Regions from separate parts of the Lactuca sativa genome. Here region 2 is linked to region 1. Evidence: chromatin contacts called from public Hi-C data. All regions are on one chromosome and are shown on one strand. The core of a region is the stretch at or near the end of the contact, and the rest is flanking DNA. Distances in the headings are between cores, read along the strand shown.

Evidence for each region. Hi-C and Micro-C count contacts between places; a contact is called where the count stands out from the background.
Region 2: a contact with region 1 is called in a Hi-C map of leaf, with 5 times the contacts expected there. The contact joins the promoter of LOC111886936 here to the promoter of LOC111886877 in region 1. A contact is called at or near these places in 4 of 4 Hi-C or Micro-C datasets (bud, leaf and seed).

Annotation. Positions count from the first base shown.
Region 1 is chr6:5,093,942-5,099,943 of Lsat_Salinas_v11, reverse strand. LOC111886877 (oxysterol-binding protein-related protein 2B) reads left to right here and starts at 4,044. Exons shown (of 12, transcript XM_023883118.3): 1 at 4,044-4,352; 2 at 4,439-4,918; 3 at 5,985-6,002. The coding sequence starts at 4,502.
Region 2 is chr6:5,431,943-5,437,384 of Lsat_Salinas_v11, reverse strand. It overlaps LOC111886936 (probable lipid phosphate phosphatase beta), which reads left to right and starts at 2,300. Exons shown (of 1, transcript XM_023883176.3): 1 at 2,300-3,241. The coding sequence starts at 2,372. The coding sequence ends at 3,043.

The sequences.
Region 1 (6,002 bases), core at 2,795-5,294:
GGATCAGCGCCCTGGTAGTTGGGTAGTGATTATTTATAGACCGGTAGTTGGTCTTGCCTTATGTACGCTGGTAGGAGGTTACCTGCGGGTTATATATGTTGAAAAGTAGTAGAGGGTATTCCATCCTAGTAGGATGATAGGCCCTAGTGTGTTGGTTCTGTAGAGAATTACGTGGTTGTCTGTTATGTGTGCATGTCTGCTAGTGTAGATTGGCATTCCAACCCGATGGTTGTGGGCCAGGAGTATCCCATCCAGGTAGGATGATTGGACTCATAGTAGTTTGGCATTCGAACCCGATGGTTGAGGGGCCTGGGGTATTCCATCCCGAGGGATGATTGGACCCATAGTAGTAGTAATTATAGTATGTATAGGAAGTGGGGCATTCCAACCCGATGGTTGTGGGCCAGGAGTATTCCATCCCGGTAGGATGATTGGACTCATAGTAGTTTGGCATTCCAACCCGATGGTTGAGGGGCCTGGGGTATTCCATCCTGAGGGATGATTGGATCCATAATAGTTATTGTTGTACGTATAGGGGTTTGGGAATTCCAACCCGATGGTTGTGGGCCGAGAGTATCCCATCCTGGTAGGATGATTGGGCTCGTAGTATGTAGGCATTCCGACCCGATGGTTGAGGGCCAGGGGTATTCCAACCGGAAGGTTGATTGGACCCGTAGTATGCTGTTTGTTGCTTTATGCGTATGTTTTTCTGTGTATGGGTACTTTAGGGGAACTCACTAAGCTTTCGGGCATACAGTTGTGGTTTATTGTTTCAGGTGCTTCAAGAGATCGTGACAAGGCGAAGGCGTGATCGTACTGATCCTCATGTTTTATGCTTTATGTGATATGATTATGGGGAAATACTATGATGTTTAAACTATTTTGAAAACAAGATGTATGAACGTAATGGTTATTGAAGGAAATAAAATGTTTAAAATTGGTTGAAATTTTTGGGCGTTACAGTTTTGCCCTCTAACATGCCATTCTAACGATTATTAGCTAGAGGGACCAAAACTTGTATAAATATTCACTTTTGGACCATCTATGCATCATCAAAACCTTTTGGATCAAAATGCTTGATTTTGCCAACCATAGTGACCATTTTTGCAATTATATATATATATATATATATATATATATATATATATATATATATATATATAAGTCATGTCTTGAATTTCAAAATGTATAAACTATAGAACTATGCATAAACAATTTATTAATATTTGTCAAAAGTTTGAAGAATTAAATTAAAAAAAATAATTAAGAAATTCAATTTGGAGCAAAATAAAAATTTTAAAAGATTAAATTCATTTATATAAATTAGTTTATAAATCTTTGACAAAATATCTATATTAATTAATTTACATTAATAATAGAAACACACAATATAAATATAAGTTATAAAGAAAAATATTTTATATAAAATTGGTAATTATTTATTTCATAATAACTAATAATAAAGTTTAATAATTATTTTCCGGTAAGAATATATCCGTCAAAAAAACTATTTGCCGTTTTATATATATATATATATATATATATATATATATATATATATATATATATATATATCCCTATTCTAATAAATGAATAGTTTTAATCTCTTTTTGCTAAGTGTCATTCTAATACAACTCTTTATTAATATTATGTCATGTGTCATGTATATATATTACGCAACTCATTTCAAAATTCAAATTTATATTTTCAAATTATATGTTAAATTTGAAGTTATAATAACTTTAAAAATCTGATATATCTCTTAATCAATAATTTATTTAAAATAATTGATTAATAATTATTAATTTTTAGTATAAAAGTTCAATTAATTTTATAACCGTGGTTCGCACGTGTTATAAACTAGTAAATGAAATACGTATCTAATGAGACGTTAAAGGGTAAATGAAATATGTATATAATGATGGCTTTAAAAGGGTAAATGGTATAAAAGCCTTTTAATTTTTTAAAAATGGTTATTGTCATTGTAACAAAAAAAACTTTAGTATATTGATTTAAATGGTCTCTCGTGGCTATTTTGGCATTTTGGGGGCACCTACTTGTCTTTGTAAGTTTTAAAAGGTCATTTTTTAAAAACTTGAAGCGGTCACCCGATGACACCCATCCTACCTTGCACTTTGCCAATTCCACGTCATTGCCATCTAGATCAAAGAAGTCCATGTCATTGCCACGTGGGTGTGATAATGTTCTTAGACACAATGAATAAAAAGAACATAAATTTGATCGATTTAGTAAGCCACATGATTAAGGAAGAATAGTAAAAGAGATATCATGATTAGTCTAGATATAAATGAATCAAAATTACATTGTTTGGAGGGTTCTATATATAAACTTAGGTACATGACAACCACATATTCCCTAAACCATATATATATATATATATATATATATATATATATATATATATATATATATATATATATATATATATAAAAGTCATGTCTATAATTTCGAAATGAATAAACTATAGAGTTTTTTTTGTACAAATCAATTATGCACAAATAACTTATTAATAATTGTCAAAAGTTTGAAGAATTAAATTTAAAAAGATAATTAAGAAATTCAATTTGAAGCAAAATAAAAAATTTTAAATATTAAATTCATTTATATAAATTAGTTTATAATTCTTGAACAAAGTATCTATATTTATTTATTTACAAGGAACCAATGAACCATTCGTGAGCGTCGGAAATCATAATGATCAACGCCCAAAATAAATAGATGTACACTTTTACGTTGGACGCACACATCAGATTATACCAAAAAATCCATCTCCTTACCAAAAATCCACCTCTTTTTTCGCTTAAATTTTTTTAAGCCACATTTTTTATAAAAAAACTGAATATACCGTTGTTTTCGATTTTTCATCCTCTTTCCATAAAGATCCATGTTGATATATAAAAAATAATTTTTTTCGAAAATTACACACTTCATTTTGTTAGTTTTTTTAATATTTAAGTTAGTTTTTATCAAAAAAATAAAAAATATACTAAAAATATTAATATGAAATTATGTTTAAAAAATTACAAAAAAAAACATGAATTTTGATATCTTTATTAATTTTTTTTCTATAAAAAAATAGACCTTAACTTTTCAATAAAGAAAATAAAGTGAGTTTTTTTTCGAAAAAAAAGTTCGTTTTTTATATATCATTATGTATCTCTTTGGAACGAGGACGAAAAATTGTGAACAATGGTATACTCGATTTTTTTTTTCGATAAAAAACATAGCCTAAAAAAAATTTTAAACAAAAAAAAAGGTTTTGTTATAATCCGGTGCATGTGCGTCCATTGTAAAATGTACAACCCTTCCTTTTATCGTTGATCGTTTTAAATTTCGACGTTTTGGATTGATTTGTTTGGTTACTTAGATTAATAATGGTTTATCTATTGAAGTTTTCCACACACACATATATAATAATAATGATAATAATAATAATGGTTCAGGTTTATTTGAGACCGTGCTAATTTTATGAGACCGTGAGATCAAATCTTAAAATAATTTTAAAATGCAAAATAAAAGAAAAAATCCAATTTTTTTTAATTATTGTTTTTGGATCTTTAATTATCTAAAAAAAATAAAAAAATAAAAAAAATTGCTGTTTTTTTTTCGTAAAACACATGAAATATTTTAATAGAATATTACACTGTAAATATTTTAATATGATTTTTAAATGTTAGAATATTCTACTAAATTTGTCAGATATATAGAATATTCTAATATTCTATTAGAATATGTAAAAATATGTATTTTAATTTTTTTTTTTTTTGAAAATATAAATTCCGAAAATAATATATGTAAATTTTTTATTATTTTGCAATTTAAAAGGGTTTTTTTATCTACTAAATGAGTGAGTACGATTGCGTCTCACGGTTTTATAAAATTAAGTCGTCTCACGTCAATCTATATATATATATATATATATATATATATATATATATATATATATATATATATATATAATATATATATATATATATATATATATATATATATATATATATATATATTCACCTATTGTATCTGCATGTACCTCTGTTTCTCTCTCATCTGGGTGAGAGTTTGACAGAAAATGAAGTCTCTTCTTTTCTAAACTTATAGTTCTACCGAAACTCTACTTCCATGGTGGTCTTCTTGAAATGACCCTTTTGCCATTCATCCTCTCTGTATCCATATATATTTATAATACTATAATAATGGTGTAATAACACCCAAAGCCTCCTTTTTTTACTTGAATTTGTCTTTCAATCCTTTCTCTCTCTAAGTTTTGTGGCATCTCCTCCGCAATCTTGCATCATCTCTGTATGTATATCTACAAGATTGTTTTGTTTAATGTATGCGTGACTGTTGTCTTGCGTATTGATTGATTTATGAAGTGATTAGTTTTTTGATTTGCGATTTTGTGTTTGTTGATGTATAGATGGCGATTTGATCAGATTTTGACGGGGTTTTTTGTGCCACGGGAGTTCTCCGGATTAACGGAATGCGAGTGAAGGAAATGTATCCGCTCTGTTGCATATCGCTGGAGAGTTCAGCGATCGGAGACAACTCACCGGAGCCGATGCCGACGTTGTCGAGGTCTTGTTCTGTTGCCGACATGAGATCCGATCCCAATGCCATTGGATGGCCTTCTTCTGGATCTGATTCCGGCTCCGGAAGTAGCAGCTTCGCCGGCGTCCTCTACAAATGGACTAACTACGGTAAAGGATGGAGATCCAGGTGGTTTCTTCTACGGAACGGCGTCCTCTCCTACTCGAAGATCCTCCGGCCAGAAAGCCTCATCGCCGCTGATGACGTTAGATTCATCGGCGATGTATCTTCCGGAAGACTCAAACGTCTTAATAGTTCTGGCACCAGACGCAATAAGCATCAGAAAACCGTCGGAATCGTTCATCTCAAGGTAATCAATCCATCAACTGATTGATAAACTCAAATTAAACAAATAAGGGTTAACAATTTTTTCTCAGAGAAAAAGAAAATACTGTTAAACCTCTTGTTCTAGGAAAATGTTCCCAATCTTCAGGTGAAAAACTTCTTCCCTCAAACTGCAATAAATTGAACCAGAAAACGTACTCCGATTTTTCTCGATTTCCGAGCTCACCTCCATTGATCACAACTTAAACCTACATTACATTTACATTCACACATAAGTTTGAATTTTGATTACTCATGAAATCTGAATGATTTATCAAAATGGGTATATGAAACAAAATAAAAAGGACTAAAGGACTGGATCTTGGGGTCACGTCAAGAGGGCCACACAAAGTGGCTATCCAATCCAATGGGTTTACCTTCTGTATAGCAGGCCTACCCCTTTATCTATTAGTGTGACACTAGCACCCCATTTTGTGCTTATGTGATCAAAATCTGGATGTGTTTTTGCTTTGTCCTTCTATTTCATACCCTCATTTCATCTGGATCTTGTCTTGTGGTGAGCTTTTTCCCTGTCTCTTTCATTTGACTATTCTTACTATGACTACACGTTCATATAAATTCTTCACTATTACGCTTTTTTCACTAATTTAATTTCAATTTCTTCCAAGTTCATCGACTGGAATTTTGTTCTAGATCACAGCTTTTTCCCCAAATAAGTTTTTTATTTTGTTTAATTAAAGCTGGAGTTGACTACACAAAGGATCCGTTTGCACATTTTTCTGTCGTGTTCTTTTACTTTATCTGACGATCTTAATTCAAATCCATGTCGAACACTCTTTCCCAAGAAATCATTGTCTTCTCCACCAATTTTCTCATCATTCTGTCGTATTCTGTTTTAGTGTAAAACCTGCATCTTAATGATCTCGATTCTGTTATTCTGTTATTTTGCTTTCGTTATTCTTTTCGGATTTCAAAACCCAATCACAATGTGATAATTTTCACATATATATATATATATATATATATATATATATATATATATATATATATATATATATATATATATATATATATATATTTCTTTTTTACAGATCTCATCATTTCGAGAG
Region 2 (5,442 bases), core at 1,051-3,550, 340 kb before region 1:
AGTAGCATGACTCTTATTGATAATTGTTTATGTGTAGCAAACTATTTGTGCAAAAACACTAATCCTATATACGAACTAATGTCTAAAATAAAGAAAAATCGCACCGAATCCAAATAAGTCATTCCTTTTATTTACTAAAACCAACATAAATTTGGAGTAAGCCGGTCAAAAACTTGACGTGAACAAAGTCATGGTGTTAAAATATGAAAGATACAACAGTTATTTATAATGAATCCCCCGCATCACTTTGTTTTTGGAAACGATGTTGGTTTCTTCTTGCTACCAAATATGATGTCATTTATTACCTATAGCGCGCACACACACAAATATATAATAACTAAGGAATCATTAGACCTTGTTTATATAAACTATAAACAAATTTTAAAAATTAGGTGGCTCCTAAGATCCACCTAAGTTCTAATTGACTCACCACTATATAATAACTAAGGATTCATTAGACCTTGATATATATAATCTATAATCATCTTTTCTATATTAATGTATAAGCATCTCCACAAAAATAACCTAGCAAATCGTATTTTAAAAGGAACTATGACGTTATTGTCATCCTTTCACCGTCACATGAAAATCATGACCATCAAACTAAAGGCATTGAGATATTAATGGAGCACATAACTTACCTTCAAAGATGCTGATCCATAGCAAGATCGCAGTATCACACTGTCACTACATAAAGTTCTTTGTGTCTTTCAAAGATGCTGACTCATAGCAAGATCGAGATTACTAAGATACATATGGAACCTCAATTGGTTGTAAGAACATATGATCTCTTCCTTGTATTGTAATGAAATCTTTTTTTTTTCTTTTTTGCGTAAATTACACTTTTGGTCCCTACGGTTTACATGGATTCGCACTTTTGGTCCAACCATGGAAAAATGGGCAAGACATATCCCTATAGTTTCCTAATCTTGCAGTTTTGGTCCTTAATCCATATAAATAGACTATATTGCTCTTTCTAATTTCTTTTTATATTTTCTTTTACTCACTTATAAATTTTTATATCATAAAAAATAAAAAATATACACCAACCACCCACCTCCCCTCACCCTCTACCCCAACCTCACTGTCCCTCTCCCCTTCTTCTTCCTTCCTCGTTTTTGTTTCACCCCGTTCAAGAGTGTTGCTCTATCCCACATTTATTCTTCATATTTATTTCTTCATTCTTCTTCCTAATTGACATAAAATCATAATATTGGTAAATGTTTGAAATTGGTCGTTGTGGAGCATATGAGCATTTGGTTGCTGTAGGAAGCAACGAAGTCACCAAGATGGGGTGGGGGGCGGGGACCACGATGAAGAGTAGGATGACGACGATGGAGAACATGTCTGATACAGTGTCGAGGATATGATACTTTCTAAGTTTGGACGATGTGAGTTTGAGTTGATGATCCAATTGTCATAATTGGTATGTTACTAGGGTTAGAAATAGAAATTGGCGAGAGATGACATGTCTACAGTTCGTCGTAGGGAGAGAGGCTGAGACACTAAAAGAGGAGACAGAGGATCTATGAAATCATAAGGCGATGAATCAAAAGGAGCAGGAGGACTAAATCACCAGCCATGATCACTGCCATTGGATCTCCTTTTGCTCATATGGAGTAGATGAACTGGAATAAATGTGCTACGATTTTCTCATGGAGGTGTCGATCGGTGAAGGTAAGAGATGAAGCAACGGTGAAGACTAAAGCTCCGAGGATGTTTCCGATGGTGAATAAGAGAGATGGACTTGATCGGTTGTGGTGGGGGTAAGGAGGGAGTGAGGGTGAGGTTGAGGGTGGACGGGTGTGGTGTATATTTATTATTTTTATTTTTGTTATCAAAATTTATAATTGAGTAAAGAAATTAGGAAATGCAATATAGTTTATTTATATGGATCAAGGACCAAAACTGGAAGATTGGGAAACCACAAGGACATGTCTTATCCATTTTTTAAAGGTTGAACAAAAAATGTGAATTCATGTAAACCACAGGGACTTAAACTGTAATTTATTTATTTATTTATTTTTTAAAACAGTATGTTAATATGTAGTATTCAGTTTTATAGCTTGATTTCTGTATCTTGACATTATAAATATGTATTTGAAAGCTTGACCATATGTTTATTTACAAGTTAAGTTTGATAAACTTGGCGACTTTATGAATTCTTAATTGTATGAACAAGTTTAAATTTTTTATTTTGTTTTTGAAAAAGTATTTGGATTGACGTAGAGATTAATGGGCTTAAAAAGCTCATGGGCCTACAAATTTATAGCCCAATGTAGTTTATGCTAAAATGTAAAATCCAATATCTGCCGGCAACCGCAACTAACACAACAACTGTTGTCTAGACGGTCGATCGGAATAATCCGCCATGGAGAAACCATCGCGGCCGCCACCACCACCGTCAACATCGCTCCTCCGCCACCTAGTCAACTTTGATACAGCTGTTTCCCTCACTCTCTACAACCTCACTCAACCCATCCTGCCTCGTCCCTTCCTCAAACTTCTTGAAATCTCCGGCGACGGCCGTCTCTTCTTCCCTATCCTCCTTTCCCTCCTTCTCTCTCCTCTCCGATCCGCTTCTCCTCTACTACTGACCTTACTTGTTAACCTACTTATCGGATCTCTGCTCGATCTTATTCTTATAGGTCTCATCAAACATATCGTTCGCCGGCCCCGCCCTGTCTATAACAAACACATGTTCCTCACCTTCGCCGTTGACCACTGGTCTTTCCCCAGCGGCCACGCTTCTAGAGTTTGCTTCACCGCTTCCTTGTTTTATCTTTCCTCTGATTTAATCCCAAGTATTTTCCTTCAATTGAAGTCTGGCATGTTAGGATTGGATGAATTTGAGAGTGTTAAGCGTTTAAACGTGCTTGTAATAGCCTGGGCTACTGCTACGTCGGTTTCTAGGGTTTTGCTTGGACGGCATTTCGTGTTTGATGTTGCTGCGGGAGCTGGATTGGGTGTTCTTAATGCGTCATTCGTCTTTCACTTCCTGAATTGTGAGTTTTTTAGCTCGATCCTTTCCAGGAAATTGTAGTGGTAAATCTAATTTCTGTTCAGTTTTTATGGTGTACAATTCATATGAGAATTCATTGGAATCGTATTGGCTACATTTTCATCACACAATTGTAGAGATCTCATTGTTGTATAGTATTTGTAGTTAGAACTAATTTGAATTGGTTGAGTGATTTGTTGAATCTTTCATGATGATAATAACATCTTCAGGTTCTGTTGATCTTGCTATCTCTTATACTGATGATAAATTTACAAATTCACCAGCTCAATGTGTATGTTTGGAAACTGCATTCTTAGAAAAACTCTTCCTCAGATTAAGCTAAACCATCTTCATTCTTTCAAAGATTTGCTTATTGCATTCAGGAATTGATGCAGTAGATGGTGTATGATCTTTAATGAGGAATCAAAGTGGAATCTTACACATCAGTAATAATGAAATTATCTATCAGTAAATACTTTGAGCAGCTATTGATCAATTTTCAACTCAATCTAGACATATTTCTATAATAAACCATTATACCACTAACCAACTGCAGACAAGTACTTGAATATATTTCAATTATAAATTAGCAATCATTTGCAGTATGGGTTCTCAAGGCCTATCATTGTAGTCTTACTTAGTGGATGCCATTCTGCATTATTTGATCTTCCCATGATGTTGATATGAATGCACCATGTAGAATTGTTAGCCTTTTGAGCTGTAAATGATTGAGTTATAGAATATGGCCCAATTACATGTTGATGTGTCACACATTTTTTACTAAATTATTATTTTCTCTTTAGAAATTTATATCTAGACATTGATTGTTAGCAACTACTTTAAGTAACTAGAAATCTGTTTACTGATTATGATTTGCCAATAAACAGTTAACTATTTGACAATTGTAGCTATTTACTTTAAATATGCTGCTCTTGAGTTGAATTTCTGTACCCTTTTGGGAATTATAAGATGTTTATTTATTAATTTATTTATTTAGATATCACTCTTTTATCAGTATAGGCTTTATAATAGCATGTATTTAGGTACTTTGTCTATAAAATTCTATGTAGTGAAAAAAGTAAATTTTATTATATATGATTGCCACTTATAGGAGTTGATATGATGGGGCTTTTCTTATCATCTATTATCTTTTGCACATTCATTCTCTTTTTATTAATTTATTTTATGCAATAATGCTATTTTTATTTCAGTTATGCCACTCTATGCCATTAATGTGACTCATATTACCACACTCCATTCATTCAGATTCAATATACATGTTTATTTTCAGAAGTAAATATGCAAAACCTTATTTATTATATATATATATATATATATATATATATATATATATATATATATATATATATATATATATACACCATTAAACATGCAAATTTCTTTTATGTTGTTACATAATACTATAGTTATTTGTAAATCTTAGAAAGTTTCATAATTCAAATTTTTTACCATTGTGCCCTACATACAATGAATAAAGCTTCTTTAATCTACATGTCCCACATAAATAGGATTCCCTTAACCTCTCTACCTATTTTCACTGATTTTTTTTTATTTAATTTTCTGCACATTTTTAACATGGTAATATGGGGTAAGGGCATTAAAGACATTTCTAACTTTTTAAGTCTTATTATCAGTGAGAAGTTTTTTTTAAAGAAATGAAGTCTTTACTTGTGTTTTTATAACTGACTTTTCTTGTTGTGGCTCTTAATGTGAAAAGGGTAATTTCGGAAATATGATGAAATTGGTGTCATTTGCATCCAAGAGATGGGTAGGGGTCTTTTTTAAAGTGGAGTACTGAATACTGATTTTGGTCAAACTTGGTCAGAATCTTGAAATGGGAATACATTCATTCACTAGTCAAATTTGATCAAATCTTGAAATGTGAATGAATCATTATGAGTCTCATTTCTTATACTTTATTGGGTTGCAGCAAAAGAGGACCACATCTGGAAATTTTGACCAAATATATATATGTATATATTTAAAAAAAAAATATATATAAATTTTTTAGAAGAAAATGAATCTACTTTTTCTGTGTGATTTTAATAACTCAATGTTGATTCATGATTGATGGTAGATATAACATGGGCAGAGGGATTCAGAGGTTAATTTAGACTGACAGTTTTGAAAGAGATGTGCAGGAAATTTATTTAAAAAAAAATAAAAATAAAAATTCATTTGTGGGCCCCACTTCAGTACAAATTAGATGCAGAGAAAAAGGTTAAAATTTAAAGCTCAGGTGCTTGTATATCTGCTTTATTTATTCTGTAAGGCTCTTTTATTTTATTTTATTTAATTCATTAATCATTACTTGAGGTATTTTTGGAAACATATAGCGGAAAAACAAAGCTTATTTTTGAGCTCTCTCATCAGACTTTCAGACTTTATTTTCCTGACCTATCACAAAAAAAAAAGATATT